Linked DNA regions of Pan troglodytes: region 1 is linked to region 2. Evidence: chromatin contacts called from public HiChIP or PLAC-seq data. All regions are on one chromosome and are shown on one strand. The core of a region is the stretch at or near the end of the contact, and the rest is flanking DNA. Distances in the headings are between cores, read along the strand shown.

Region 1 (6,543 bases), core at 987-3,486, 240 kb after region 2:
TGCGACTACATGCTGAGTCCTGTGCCTGAATCCCCCAGCACATCATTGAATCTGGGGATGATCTTGGGGACCCTTGACACGATCTGGAACAGCAGTGTTTACAGCATGGCGCTGGGCCTCAGGTAGAATGCCCTGAATCTGCAGAATCACTATTTGGGATGTATTTAACCATCCTCTAGCAAGTACTCCTATGTGGAGATCTAACTGTAAATGGGTCTGTCGGGATACTTTTGGGGCAAATCCAATAGAAACCATCCACACAACAGCTCAATACCACATGACTTATGCGAGGATCCCATTTACTCTAAAGGGAGTGTTGAGTCCCAAGAGCCAGAGGCAGAAGTTTTAAACAATCTCTCAAAATTCAGAGGTTGATCAGAAGGAGAGTATTGTTACACTAAATTAAATTTGGCCTGAGGAGGCCTCCGTACTTGAGTCCTTACATAACGAACTACAACCTACGTTAGAACTTAAAGGAAGCGAAAGCCTACCGTAGGAGTATACTCTTATAACATATAAGTGAGCCTCAATCCATTACAGCAGCTAGGCTTCAATCACAGGCAGCCAGCTGATTCAAATAAGGCAAATCAGAGCGGTAACCCTAACCAAGTTGTCGCTGTACCTCACTTCCGTTTACTGTCCATAAATACTGCCTGACGACATAGCAGACTGGAGTTCTTAGAACCCGTTCTAGTTCTGAAGGCTGCCCAATTCTTGAATCATTCTTTGCTCAATCAAACTCTGTATAATTTGTCTAAGGTTTTTCTTCTTAACACCAATCCTAAGTATCTAATTACAGAAGATGCTATACCCATTTAGCAAATTATGAAAAAAAACACAAAAATATTACATATTATAATGACAAGGATTTGACAATTTGGAATAACGTTGGGAAGAGGAGAACTGAAAACACTCTTGAAATCATGTAATCTGAATTACTGATGTCTACAAATAGCATTTTACACCTCTATATTTCAGACTTTTCAAACTATGTTCATGTTCACCATCTCACTGATTTAAGGCCACCTAGGGATAAAAATATTAAGAGAAGATTTTGTGGCCTCACAAACACTGATCAAAGGAACAGACATAAATGAATAGCAGAACTAGGGCCAAAGTCGCCAAGTGCATGCTGAATTAAGCAAACATCAAAGAATACGAAAACCAGAAGAGATCTTAGCTATCTAGGCTCTAACCCTGACTCCTCATTTTTTACTGGTGAAAAAATAGAACCGACGGGTTCAGTCTAAAACATACTCATTTCTATGGGTCTCCGCTGGTCTTACGGGGAAGAACATAAAGATACAGAGATAACTGGATCAATTTTGCCATTTTCTAGCTCAATGACTAGGGGCAAATTATTTTCCTTTGAACGTCAATTTCTGCCCCTGTAAAATCGGGATGGTGCCTGACCCATTTCGTTTTGTGCTCCTAAGTCCTCCACCCTCTTAGAAAAGAGAGTGCTAACAGCACTTATTTCACAAAATCCCTGTGCTGGTCTGCTTGATCTGTTAAATAAGCTGTTTCTGTTCTTTGCTCACTATACAACTCGCCAAGCAGGACCCGCTTTTCAGGATCAAAGCATGACTGCCATCTGGCGGCAAGCGACCTTCGCTACAGGTACAATTCAGAAGTTCAGCAGCCTCTCCAGAGACAGGGGTTTCACCGACTCCACCAAGTGAAGATAAATGTCAAAGGTAAACAGGCAGGACGGGGCGCTGTGGCCAACTAATAAGGTCAAAAACGCCAGTCTCACTTAGAATTACACATTAGCCCTGCACTCCCTCGCTAAGTGGCTGACGTCCCATATTTGAGACTTCTAACTCCTTTGCTTTTTCTTTTTCTGGGTCCAAGACATCTTGGACAATGTGATTACAGTTTGAAGTGATCCTTCTGCTCAACCTTCTCTTTTTAACCTGAGGAAGCTGAGGTCCGGGTGGGGAGAAGCAACCAGTCCGGGACCCCACAAAGGGCGGCGGCGGGGCCAGTCCCGGGACCCGGTGTTCTGACCCACTTCGCACGCGCCCCAGGGTGATTCTGAGGACGGCGTCTCCGGGAGACACTTGCGGTCTCTCTCACTAGCAGACCTGCGGCCAACTTTCGGGGAGCTCTGCGGCGAGCAGGACAATCAGAGCCGGGCTCGGCTCCCCGGTCCCCCGATCCCATGCGCCAGGCGCGCCGGCAACCCGAGCTCCCAGCCACTCCGGGCTGCCGTGCGCGTCACCCGGCATCTTCACCACCGCGCCTGGGTCGGGCCTCCGCTTCCGACACTCACGTTCAGCCAGCATAGACATGTCGGAGAGCCTGTGATACCGCCGCCTCTGGACCTGGGTGACTGCGGCCACTGGGCGGGCTGGAGACTCCAGGAGAATCAGGACGTGCGTAACTCCCTCGCCGGCGGACTGCAGCAGACGGGGCGCGTGCTGGTGACGTCAGTAGCGCGCGACTCGCTCCTCGAGCACGCGGCGGCGAGGGGGCGGAGCAGGGCGGGGCAACCTGGGGAGGTGACGGGACAAAGAGGGACTGAGGGGGCGGTGGCCGCCCTGCGGGAGGTGGAGAAAGGAGTACGTATTCGCTCATTGGCTAGAGTGAGTGTGCGTACTAAGCGATTGATGTGAGTAAAGCCCGCCTGGGCGTGTCTGCCGCGGAGCATAAGCTCACGTGGATTACCTGTAGGGTCTCCATCAGGAAGCCCTAGGTGCCGGCAAGAAGGGTAGTGGAAAGACGTGACCTGCCCTCAAGCAGCTCAGCCTCACGGGGAAAAGAAATGTGTAAAGAGCTGAACTTAGGGTCATGGATGTTGTATGGACAAGGAGTTTGAAAAACTTGGCTGGAGGGGAGGACTTTGCATTGTAATGTCCCATCTCTTCCTCGTACCCTACCTCTGCTTTCTGAGATAGATAAACAAATGGATGATAGATAGACAAATAGATAGATAGATAGATGATAGATAGATAGTAGATAGATATCAGAAGATAGGTCTGCTATCTATCGGTTTTTTTGTGGGACCCCACACAAAATAGTTGTGGGGAAAATGTTACCTCTTTAAATAATGGGATGCCTTCATCAAGGCAAAGGTTTTATTTATTTTCTCCACCACAGTGCACACACTGGAAGGATGCCTTTATTGTATCCATTTCTGTATTCGTACCAGCACCTCGCAAAATAATGTAAGTATGGTAAGGCTCCATAGATGTTTGCAAAATTTAATTCAAGTGTCCCTGTCTCCAGGGGAGTTCTAATAAGCTCCTAGCTATAACACTTTTAAGTATGGTAAAGACATGTTTTTGGGTGAGTGACTCTCCAGTAAACTTCAGGTGACAGTGCACACAGAAGCCTTTCCTACATAAAAGGAAGGTAAAAAGAGCACCACTCAGGTGCCAAGAAAAGCAATTGAAGGACTAGATTCTTGTTTACAATGAAATTCTCCCTTTAACTAGGAATCTGGATGAAAAAGGTAAACCCTAGTTTCATAAAAGTTAGAAGAAACACAAAAGGATGCTTATAGCTATCAGTGAATACTGAGGGGGTGAGGGGAGGCAAGTGAATGGAATTTTCCCAGCCAAGGCAGGAAAGCTGTGACATTGTGACATAGGGAACAAGGTTAAAAGTAGGGCACTGGACTCAGGAAGGCAGGATCACAAAAATCTTAGGATAATTAGCAGATCTATTTGATTATGCCAGAGAGCGTGGAAGGTAGTTATATAGAATGGAGAATACTGAATTAGTCGGAAATCAGAGTTTTTCAAGCACCTCCTGTGTTGGTATATGATTTCAGAAAGGTAATTTTGTCTCTAAGATGGTCAAGAAGATCGAAGCAGACATTTATGGCCTGTTGCCATGGTTCAGGTGGTAAATGGTTAGTTATCATTGGATCTTCTGTTACAATGAGGTGTCTCCTGGAAATGCTCAGTTAGAGGCCACAGAGGAATATTGTAGAAGGGACTCTGCCTTTTGGTGAATGCAGGATGGTTTCCTATTTTGTTTCAACCCCAGCATTCTATATGGCTATGAAATATTAATGGAGATCATCTACTGAAAAAGAATATTATTAAGTTTGGGATTTAAAAAAAATTACAGAATCTTGTTTGTATTTTAAATGGCCAGCTGGAGTGGAAATTGCACTTGTTAAAAGAAGGTGATCCAATGTAACCCATTCCATCTTGTCCTTCAGTGTCTCAGCAGACTCCCTTGGGCAATACTTCACAGACATGACTGTGCACGCCAGTCACCCAGAGATCATGTTAAAATGCACATCTGGTTCAGCAGGCCTAGGGTGAGTCTGAGATTCTGCCTTTTTTTTTTTTTTTTTTTTTTGAGACAGGGCCTCACTATGTTGCCCGTGCTGGAGCGTAGTAGTGTGACCATGGCTCACTGCAGCGTCTGCCTCTCTGACTTAAGCAGTCCTCCCACCTTAGCTATGACTACGGGCATGTGCCACAACATCCAGCTAAATTTTTTTATTTTTATTTTTTGTAGAGACAGGATATCCCTATGTTTCCCAGGCTGGTCTCAAATTCCTGGGCTAAAGTGATCCTCCCACCTCAGCTCCCAAAGTTTCAGGATTACAGGCATGAGCCAGATTCTGCATTTATAACAGGATCTAAAAATGTGGATACCAATGATCCACAGACCTTTCTTTGCATAACAGTCCATGACATGAGCAAGGTATGAATGGACTCAAGGGTAAAGTAGTTTCTCTTTTTTTTTTTTTCTATACAGGTAGTTGGCTCTCCCAAGTACGTAGTTCTGCTAGTGTAGCCAGAAAGCAGCTAAACAATAGATAAACACTCATTAATGTATCTATTGTTTGGCTGCTTTCTGGCCACACCAGCAGAACTAAGCAGTTGGGAGAGACTGTGGCCCCCAAAACCTAATATGTTTACTGTCTGATCCTTTAAGAAAAATTTCGCTGGCCCCTGAATTAATTTCAAAAACATGATGCTCAGTGGAAGAAGTACATGATATATGATTCCATTTATATGAAATTCTAGAATAGGCAACACTAATCAGGCATGTAGGACAGATTTGAATGATCCAGGCCAGAAGCCATTCTGTACAACAAAAAAATCCAAAAGATGTATGAAGAGAAGGAAGACTGAGATAATAAGGGCTAGGTCTCCCTAAGGCAGAGCATCAGAGGGAACACTCATTCACTAACAGCTTCTCCTGAGGCTCTGGAGAGGCCCTGGGGCCCCAGCGAACTTGCTTGCAGAGCCTGGCTGCACTCTTGGTCCTTCACTCCCTGTGAGGTCCAATTATTTGTCTTTTTTCCTCCCTTGGTTCATTTAGCTGAGAGTCCTATTTCCTTTTCATGCTTCTAATATACCTCCCATTACATAAGGTAAGCCAAGTGAATGTTGATTCTTACAAGTAGAAAAGTGAAATACACATGAGAAAGTGCTCAAGATACGTAAAGGGGAAAAAATCTCTAGGACACCAAGTTATACCAATGGTTTGATCATTCATAGTTCATTTAATATCAGTAATTTAAAAATACATATTAAATTAAAGTCTAAAAGGTAATACTCTAATTCTTCACTGAAAACCATATCTAGTTGGTAAGGTTATCGGTTGTTGTTTGATCTTCCTAATGCTTTTTTTTTTTTTTTGGTACATTTTTCTTCTTGATGTGAGTCATATTTTCCTGCATCTTTCACACCTGGTAACCTTTTTATTTTACATCCGACATTGTGAGTGTTACTTTATTGGGGGCTGAAGGCTTTTGTATTCCTTCAAATATTTTGTTCTGGGATAGTTAAGTCCTTTGGGGAAAATGTGGCCTTTGCAAGCCTTTTGTGTAAGTTTTGCTAGATGGGCCCACAATAGTTTTTAAGTTTAGTTATGATCTGGTCCCATTGTTAAAGCAGCAGCCTGTCAAGGACTCTGCTTGGTGCTCCATGCGTTTAGAAATTATTTCCACTGGGGAAACGCAAGTTGCTTTTGGCCCTGTGTGAGCTCTGGGGATTTTTCTGCCTTCTTGTCTCTGGTGGTTCTTTCCCAGTAGTTTCCTCCAGTGCAAGTGCCGCTCAATCTTCATTTGAAGACTTGAGGGGACGCTTCTGCAAATATCTGGAGTTTCCCTTGGTATAATTCTCTTCTCTCTGACACTCGGCCCCAAGAATCCTAGCTTCCTTGATTGTTGTCACCTTAGCTCAGCGAGACCTCCAGGTTCTGTCTGAGTTCCATCTCCCTATGCTGCAACCTGGAAACTCTTCAGGCCAGAAATGAGGGCTATCAAAGGGCTCACCTCCTTCATTAACAAATTGTTAGGATTGCAGTTTTTCACTGCCTGTTGCTCAATGTCTCAAAACCATTGTTTTGTCTATTTTTCCCAGCTTTGTAGTGAAGGTGGAAGGGTAAATCCAGTTTCTTTACTCCATCATGGCCGGAAGCAGAAATTGCTAATACTCTGACTATTTCAAATAACCTACAATTTGTATACTAGCTGTGAGTACTTACAAAAGTCAAGTATTTAAAAAGTAGAATCATTCTGTCGGTAACTGGCAAATTAGAACTGTAAAGGTTTTAAGCCAAGAAACC
Region 2 (6,094 bases), core at 2,425-4,924:
CTTTCTTGGAATTGTTGTGGTTGGTGGAGCTTTGGGAAGTCACCCAGTCCGTTGCTTTGCCTGGAGACAGGGTGGTGCTGAGCCAGGCTGGAGTGTTGGGGCAGTCTTGCTCCTTCTGGGACGCAGTGGGAAGACTGAGGAATCAGGAGGGGAATGCTCATCCCCTCTTGGCTGTGGGCTCTGGGCCAGGCACCGTGACCCTGAACTTCAGTCTCTTCAGCTGTAGAGTGGAGCAGTCACTGGGGCATTGGGAGCAAGGCTATTTTTCCTCATGTGGGACAGGCCCATGTACTGCAGGATGTTTGGTATTCTGACCCCTGCAGGTAAAACAGCACGGGCGTCCCCCATCCCTGGGACGAGCAAAAACACTCGACACTTTTCCAAGGCTGCCCACAGTTGGAAAACCGCAGAATCTCTGTTCCTTAGAAAAGACAGGCCAGTGGAGGGTGTCAGGTCCGGTCCTGGGGTGGGGTTGAGACACAACCTAGAAGAGTCTGGGAGGTTCTGTCCTGCAGACTGAGGGCAGGGCTCAGAGTGCAGCCCAGCGAGGCTCCGCCAGAGCAGCCAGGGGCCATGGGGCTTCGAGGAGAGATGATGGGGGTGAAGCCCAGCCCAGGGGGTGCAGGCCAGAGGACTCTCGGCCCATAGGGTTAGGGCAGGCTGCATGGAAAAGGGAGCCCCTGCTTGGAGGAAGTGGGGTTTGGTTCAAATCCTGCCTTTGGCATCCACCTGCCGAATGTCCTTGGAGGAGTGTCTTCTGAACCTGTCTCTTCATCCAACACAAACTTGCAGGGATGTTGTCAGGATTAGAAGTGACTCTGCAGACAAAAGCCTTTGTGGTATAGATATTAAGAGTGCAATGAGTGAAGGAAAGCTGTACTGGGGAGAGCGAGGAGATTGCATCTTTAAGAACAAGGCAAAGCCCCCATGGAAGGAATTCCCAGGCAGAGCTGAGTTCCCCAGGTGAGGACCCAAGCCCAGGGGAAAAGGCAGTGGTCCAGCTCCCGGAGTGCAGACCTCAGTCAGACCCCAGATGATCCCAGGGCTGTGTCTATACCTCTGCCCCAAGGACAGGGCTGTCCTGGGGTCCGGAGGTCCCAAGGTCCTCAGCAGTGGGGCCCTGCACACATCCATGCACTCTCTAACCTGCGCCCCTGACTATTCCCTGTTCACCATCCGAGTCCATGCTTGGCCTCTCTGTTTCCACACTCCTGTGGCCACCTCCATCTGGAACGTCCCCCACCTTTATCTCCCGCATCAAAGCTCGTTCCACAAGCTTGGGCCAAGCGTCACTGTCCCACTGCTTTCGGGGAGGCCCCTGCTGCCTGTAGCATCCACAGCGTCCACCCACATCCTGCTCCCCTCTCACTAGAGCATATCAGCCTTGGTCTTAGGGGAAACTCCCTCACCCCCAAATAAAAATGCCTCTAGTTGCTTTTCTTGGACTGACATACCCAACTCTGCTAGATAAAAGGAACACAGTGGCCGGGCACAGTGGCTCACCCCTGTAATTACAGCACTTTGGGAGGCCGAGGTGGGCGGATCACCTGAGGTCAGGAGTTTCAGACCAGCCTGGCCAACATGTTGAAACCCCGTCTCTACTAAAAATACAAAAATTAGCCTGGTGTTGTGGCGCATGCCTGTAATCTCAGCTACTCTGGAGGCTGAGGCAGGAGAATCGCTTGAACCCGGGAGGCAGAGATTGCAGTGAGCTGAGATCGTGTCACTGCACTCCAGCCTGGGTGACAGAGCTAGACTCTGTCTCAAAAAGAAAGGAAAAAAAAAAGGAACAGAGTGATGACATTTGCCAACAAGGAGCTTCCGTGGTGACCAGGGGCAGCTGATGGCTTTGCAGCCTTGTCTCAGGCATCTCAACACCTCAGGGGGGCGGGGACTATTAATTTCCTCCTTTCCAGATGTAGGCAATTCAGTGAACGGCAGCTCCTGGTGCAGCCAGGCTGGAACCCCTCGGTGCACCCCAGAGCCTGCCCTCCGCCTCCCCGGTGCTGCCTCCAGGACGGGGCCTGGGCAGGGTGCACCTGAGCCACCCTCCTGGGAAAGGTAGTCAGGAGGAAACCTCCTCCTCATCCCTGAGCTTCAGTAAAATATCTTAGTAAAAATACATTTTTTTTCCAAGTCATTAACAATAAGGCTTTTGGTAGGCATCTGTGACGTGCAGGTCACTGTCAGCAGGCCGGCAGCAGGAGGGGCCGTGGGCAGCCCTGACCTCCAAGGCAGTGGTGTGGGCCTGTGGGCACACTCTGAGCCCAGGAAGGGGCTGGGTGCTCCACAGGGCAAAGGCCCTTTAGCCCAGGCTGGTGTGAGCCTGTGGGTGCTGTGCCCAGGACGGGCATGGAGTACTCCCTAGAGCAAAGGCCCTGCAGGCCCAGGCATCTGGTGCTGGAGTGGTGGCTTCCGGGACACTGGGAGCTGCTAGGCTGGGGCAAGAGGAAGATGGGTGAAGGGGGAGGGGACAGCAGGCTAGGACAGGGGAGGGGCGGGAGGAGAGAGAAGGAGGAGGAGGGGAGGAAAGGAGGTAGGGAAATGGGGTAAGCAGAACCCAGGCTGAGGGGCTGGCCCTGGCTGGGGGTGGTGAGAGGCCCTTGGGCAGTTGCAGGCAGAGGCAGCATGGCGAGCTTTCTCTTTTCCAGAGGCAAGTGGTGGCAAGTGGTGAGGACAGAGTGGCGTGGGCAAGTCTAGATGTGGGGACACCCTGAGGAGGCAGGTGGAGGGGTTGGGAAGGCAGGAACTGCTGGGCCTGGGGCAGCTTTAGTAGATTCAGGGCTGGGAGCTGGGGGTGGGGGTGGATAAGCCTGGGATGACTGGGGGCCAGGTCTAGCCATGGGGACAAGAGCAGGCTGAGGACGAGGACAGAGGGTGCCGTCTGCTGGGTGTGTGGCTCCCAGGCAATGTGGTGAAGGGAGCTGAGAGAGATCCTGGGCCTGAGCCATGGACTTGGGAGTCCTCTGCCCAAAAGCAGGAGAAGGAACAGCAGAGCACGGATGGGCTCTGCTGGCACGGAGGTTCCAGAGCTGGGCTAGAGAGGGCCAGAGATGGTCACCAAGTTGGGGTCAGTGTCTTAGGAGTGCTGGCCACCACCGTCTAGGGACATGATGACTGAGAACACCCCAGCCTTTGGAAAATAGGATCATAGCCAGCAGTGATGCGGGGCCCAGCGGGTGGTGGGGGCGGTGAGAGGAGAGGGGAGGAGAGAAAGAGGTGATGGAGGAGGCAGGCAGGGCCGGGGGGGAGTATGCTTCTCACTCACAGGGCTGCAGGGGCCTCACCCACAATCTGAGTGCCTGGGGCCATGATCACCCCAACCAGGTCTCAAAATGTGGGACCCAGGAGGGCACAGGTGGGCTCGGTCAGCCTCTCAGGGTGAGGGTTGAACCAATGGGAGGCTGGAGACCTGGTCCCTGGACGAGCGCCATGAGGCTGCCGCCTGCCGCCTGGATCTGGAGGCTCAGCTTGGACCCCAGGCCAATGACCCCAGGAGGCCAGGCCTGGCTGGATCCAGCGGAAGTCACGAAACAAGCCAGGGTCCCTCTGCCCGGGGTACTTGGTTAGTGAGAGGGAGCGAGCCCCGGCGCCTCTGCAGCCCAGGCGTGTGTCTGTGCGGGCTGAGTCCCGTCTCCATAGATGGGGGCCTGGGCTGCCAGCTGTGCCTGTGGACACCGGGGCAGGAGGGTCAGAGGAGGGAGATGGCTCCGTATCCACCCTAATTGCCTCTCCGGAGAGGAAGACGGAGCGAGAGGTTGACTCTGGCTGACCCCCACTGTCCCTTGGGGAGACTACATAATGAGAGCAAGGAAGCAGCTGTCTGTGTGTTCGTGTGTGTGTGCGTGTCCGTGTGTGTGTTTGCTGGGCCGGGGCTGGTGAGAGGTGCTCAGCCTCTCCGAGGACCACACATCCTGGTGGGAGGGTGGCCCGGATATAGAATGCAGGCAGGCGGCGGGGTGTTTTGTGCCCGCTTTCCTCTGGGCGCCCAGATGTAGAATGCAGGCAGGCAGCGGGGATTTGTGCCCGCTTTCCTCTGGGCGCCCGGATGTAGAATGCAGGCAGGCGGCGGGGGTTTGTGCCCGCTTTCCTCCGGGAGCTTGGTGAAATGCACATTCCTAGGCCTCGGACACACTGGATCAGAATTTCATAAGCGGAACTGTCCATCTTAAAGCCCCGTAGGTGGTTTTCATGTTCATTTAAGTGAAGGAAAAAAACCCACGGGCCTGTGAGATCTTTGGAAACCTCAGGAACCTCTCGGTTCCAAGCATGCACTTATGTTGAAGGCTTCATAAGATTAAGGATGGGTCTCCTTCTCCCCTGGCCGGGCTAGATGGGCCCTTCTGGAGACACAGCCTGTCCTCGCGTGGAGACCCCAATGACGCAGGGAGTTTGAATGGAGAGGAATGGGGGCATGTGGGTGAGGGGACAACTAGTCTGGATGACAAGGGAGTGGCTTTGCTGCCTGCCTGCGTTTCTCTGCAGGGCCTCTCCTAGTTCTGGGATGGGGGATATTGAGTGAGAGACGGAGAAAGGCCTGGAATCTGGTCTGGGCTCAGCCACTCACACAGCTGTGGGGTTTTGGACTGAATCAGCCATCACCTACCTCCACTGAACATCAAACCCCTCCACGAGCACTGTGCTGAAGCCCTGCCCCAGACTGATAAAGTCAGCATCTCTAGGTGTGGGGCTGGACATGGGTCTTTGGTTCTAACCCCTAAATGGTGATCCTTTTCAACTGGAGTCTCTGATCCCCACCAGCTGGACAATAGACAGGAGAGAAGGGCGTGGTTCCCTCCCCTTCCCCTTCAAGGAGAAACTCCCCTGGCCAAAAGCTTTCACATTATGCTGATACTATGGTTCCTTCGTCAGCATTTGAGTGACACATGACATGGGTTTTGATTCGGGGCAGGCTGAGGCTATAGGAATGCCAGCATTTTAAGAGATGCTAAAAGAGTGCTGTAGAGAAAGGAATCAAGGAGAAGGCACAAAAATCCTCTCAGCCGATGGCCCTGAAATTCTTTATCTCCAGGTCAGAAGGAAACACAGAGTTGTCCATTAACAACAAATTTTTTAAATATAAACTGCAGACGTACGGGGCGGGGGTGGTTTAAAGCGGGTGTGTTTGTAAACTAAAAGGAGAATCCCATGGGCAGATAACTTCATTTTAATGCAGATAACTTTTCAGTTTAATGATCGGCTTTATAAACCCAGGTTATCTGCAGCTGCTGCTATCTGTACAGAAGGAGAACATTGCTGGAGGCAGAATGGAATCAGCTGAACCAAAAATCCCATTTAATTTACTCCCCTAAGTTGTCACTATCTTGCAGTAAAGTCATTCAACAAGGTGTTGGCTACCTCTAGCTAAGGTGTTTATTTACAGGATCTAAATCAAAACAAAAAAGAAAAATTATGATACAATGGAAGATGTGGATTTGGAGTCTGAAATATCTGAGTTTAAATCCTGGCTTTGTTCCTAACTAGCTGTGTGAGTCTGGGCAAGTCTGTCTCTCTTCCAAGCCTCGGTTTCTCCATTTGTGAAATGGAACACCTACTTGCCTATTTCACAGACGTGTTGAGAAGTTTAAATCTCACAAATGATCATTTATATCAAGAGTCTAGTATGATACGTGACACATTGTAGGCACTGAATACTTAGCAGTTATAATTAAAATATGCATCTATCCCCACCATGTGTGTAATAAAGTTTCATATTATCTATTTCTCAACACTACAGTGAGGAAAACATCATTTAGCCCATTTCGCAGATGCTGAAACTGAGTTGGGATCACTGGGACTTCAGCCCAGGTCCTTCAGCTCCAGGTCCCATGCTCTTTTCATTGCATGCTGTTAACTAGAGATGGACAATGCCATTTTAATGAGGTGCCAGGTCAGTAAGTGACAGGGACAGGACTGGCTGTCACTAGCATTGGGGCAGGGGGGGCAGGGAGTGAAACAAAGGGGTTGGAGCATCTCTCAGAGAAAGAATGGGGACTTCAAATCACAGAAGAGGTGCCCGGTGGATGCTTCATGCCAGCCAGTAGTGGTGACAAGTGCTGCACGCCCCTGCATGTCACCATTTCCAGAACAAGCT

What was found. HiChIP or PLAC-seq counts read pairs in DNA pulled down with a chosen protein or histone mark.
Region 1: an H3K4me3 HiChIP or PLAC-seq map of stem cell-derived excitatory neurons shows a contact between it and region 2, with 6 times the contacts expected there. The contact joins the promoter of PINX1 here to the enhancer-like site in region 2.

Annotation. Positions count from the first base shown.
Region 1 is chr7:16,827,274-16,833,816 of NHGRI_mPanTro3-v2.0_pri, forward strand. PINX1 (PIN2 (TERF1) interacting telomerase inhibitor 1) reads right to left here and starts at 2,237. Exons shown (of 7, transcript XM_054656525.2): 1 at 1,917-2,237. The coding sequence starts at 2,166. It overlaps LOC101059533 (a long non-coding RNA gene), which reads left to right and starts at 2,526. Exons shown (of 4, transcript XR_001720022.3): 1 at 2,526-2,614; 2 at 3,103-3,170; 3 at 4,175-4,276.
Region 2 is chr7:16,581,392-16,587,485 of NHGRI_mPanTro3-v2.0_pri, forward strand. No RefSeq gene overlaps it. Among named protein-coding and RNA genes, the nearest start is that of RP1L1, 22 kb to the right of the region's middle. Within about 2 kb of position 3,675, at least 2 of the 24 cell types and tissues checked have an H3K27ac peak or open chromatin away from gene starts, as enhancers often do. A contact at or near this core is called in stem cell-derived excitatory neurons, where this site is marked.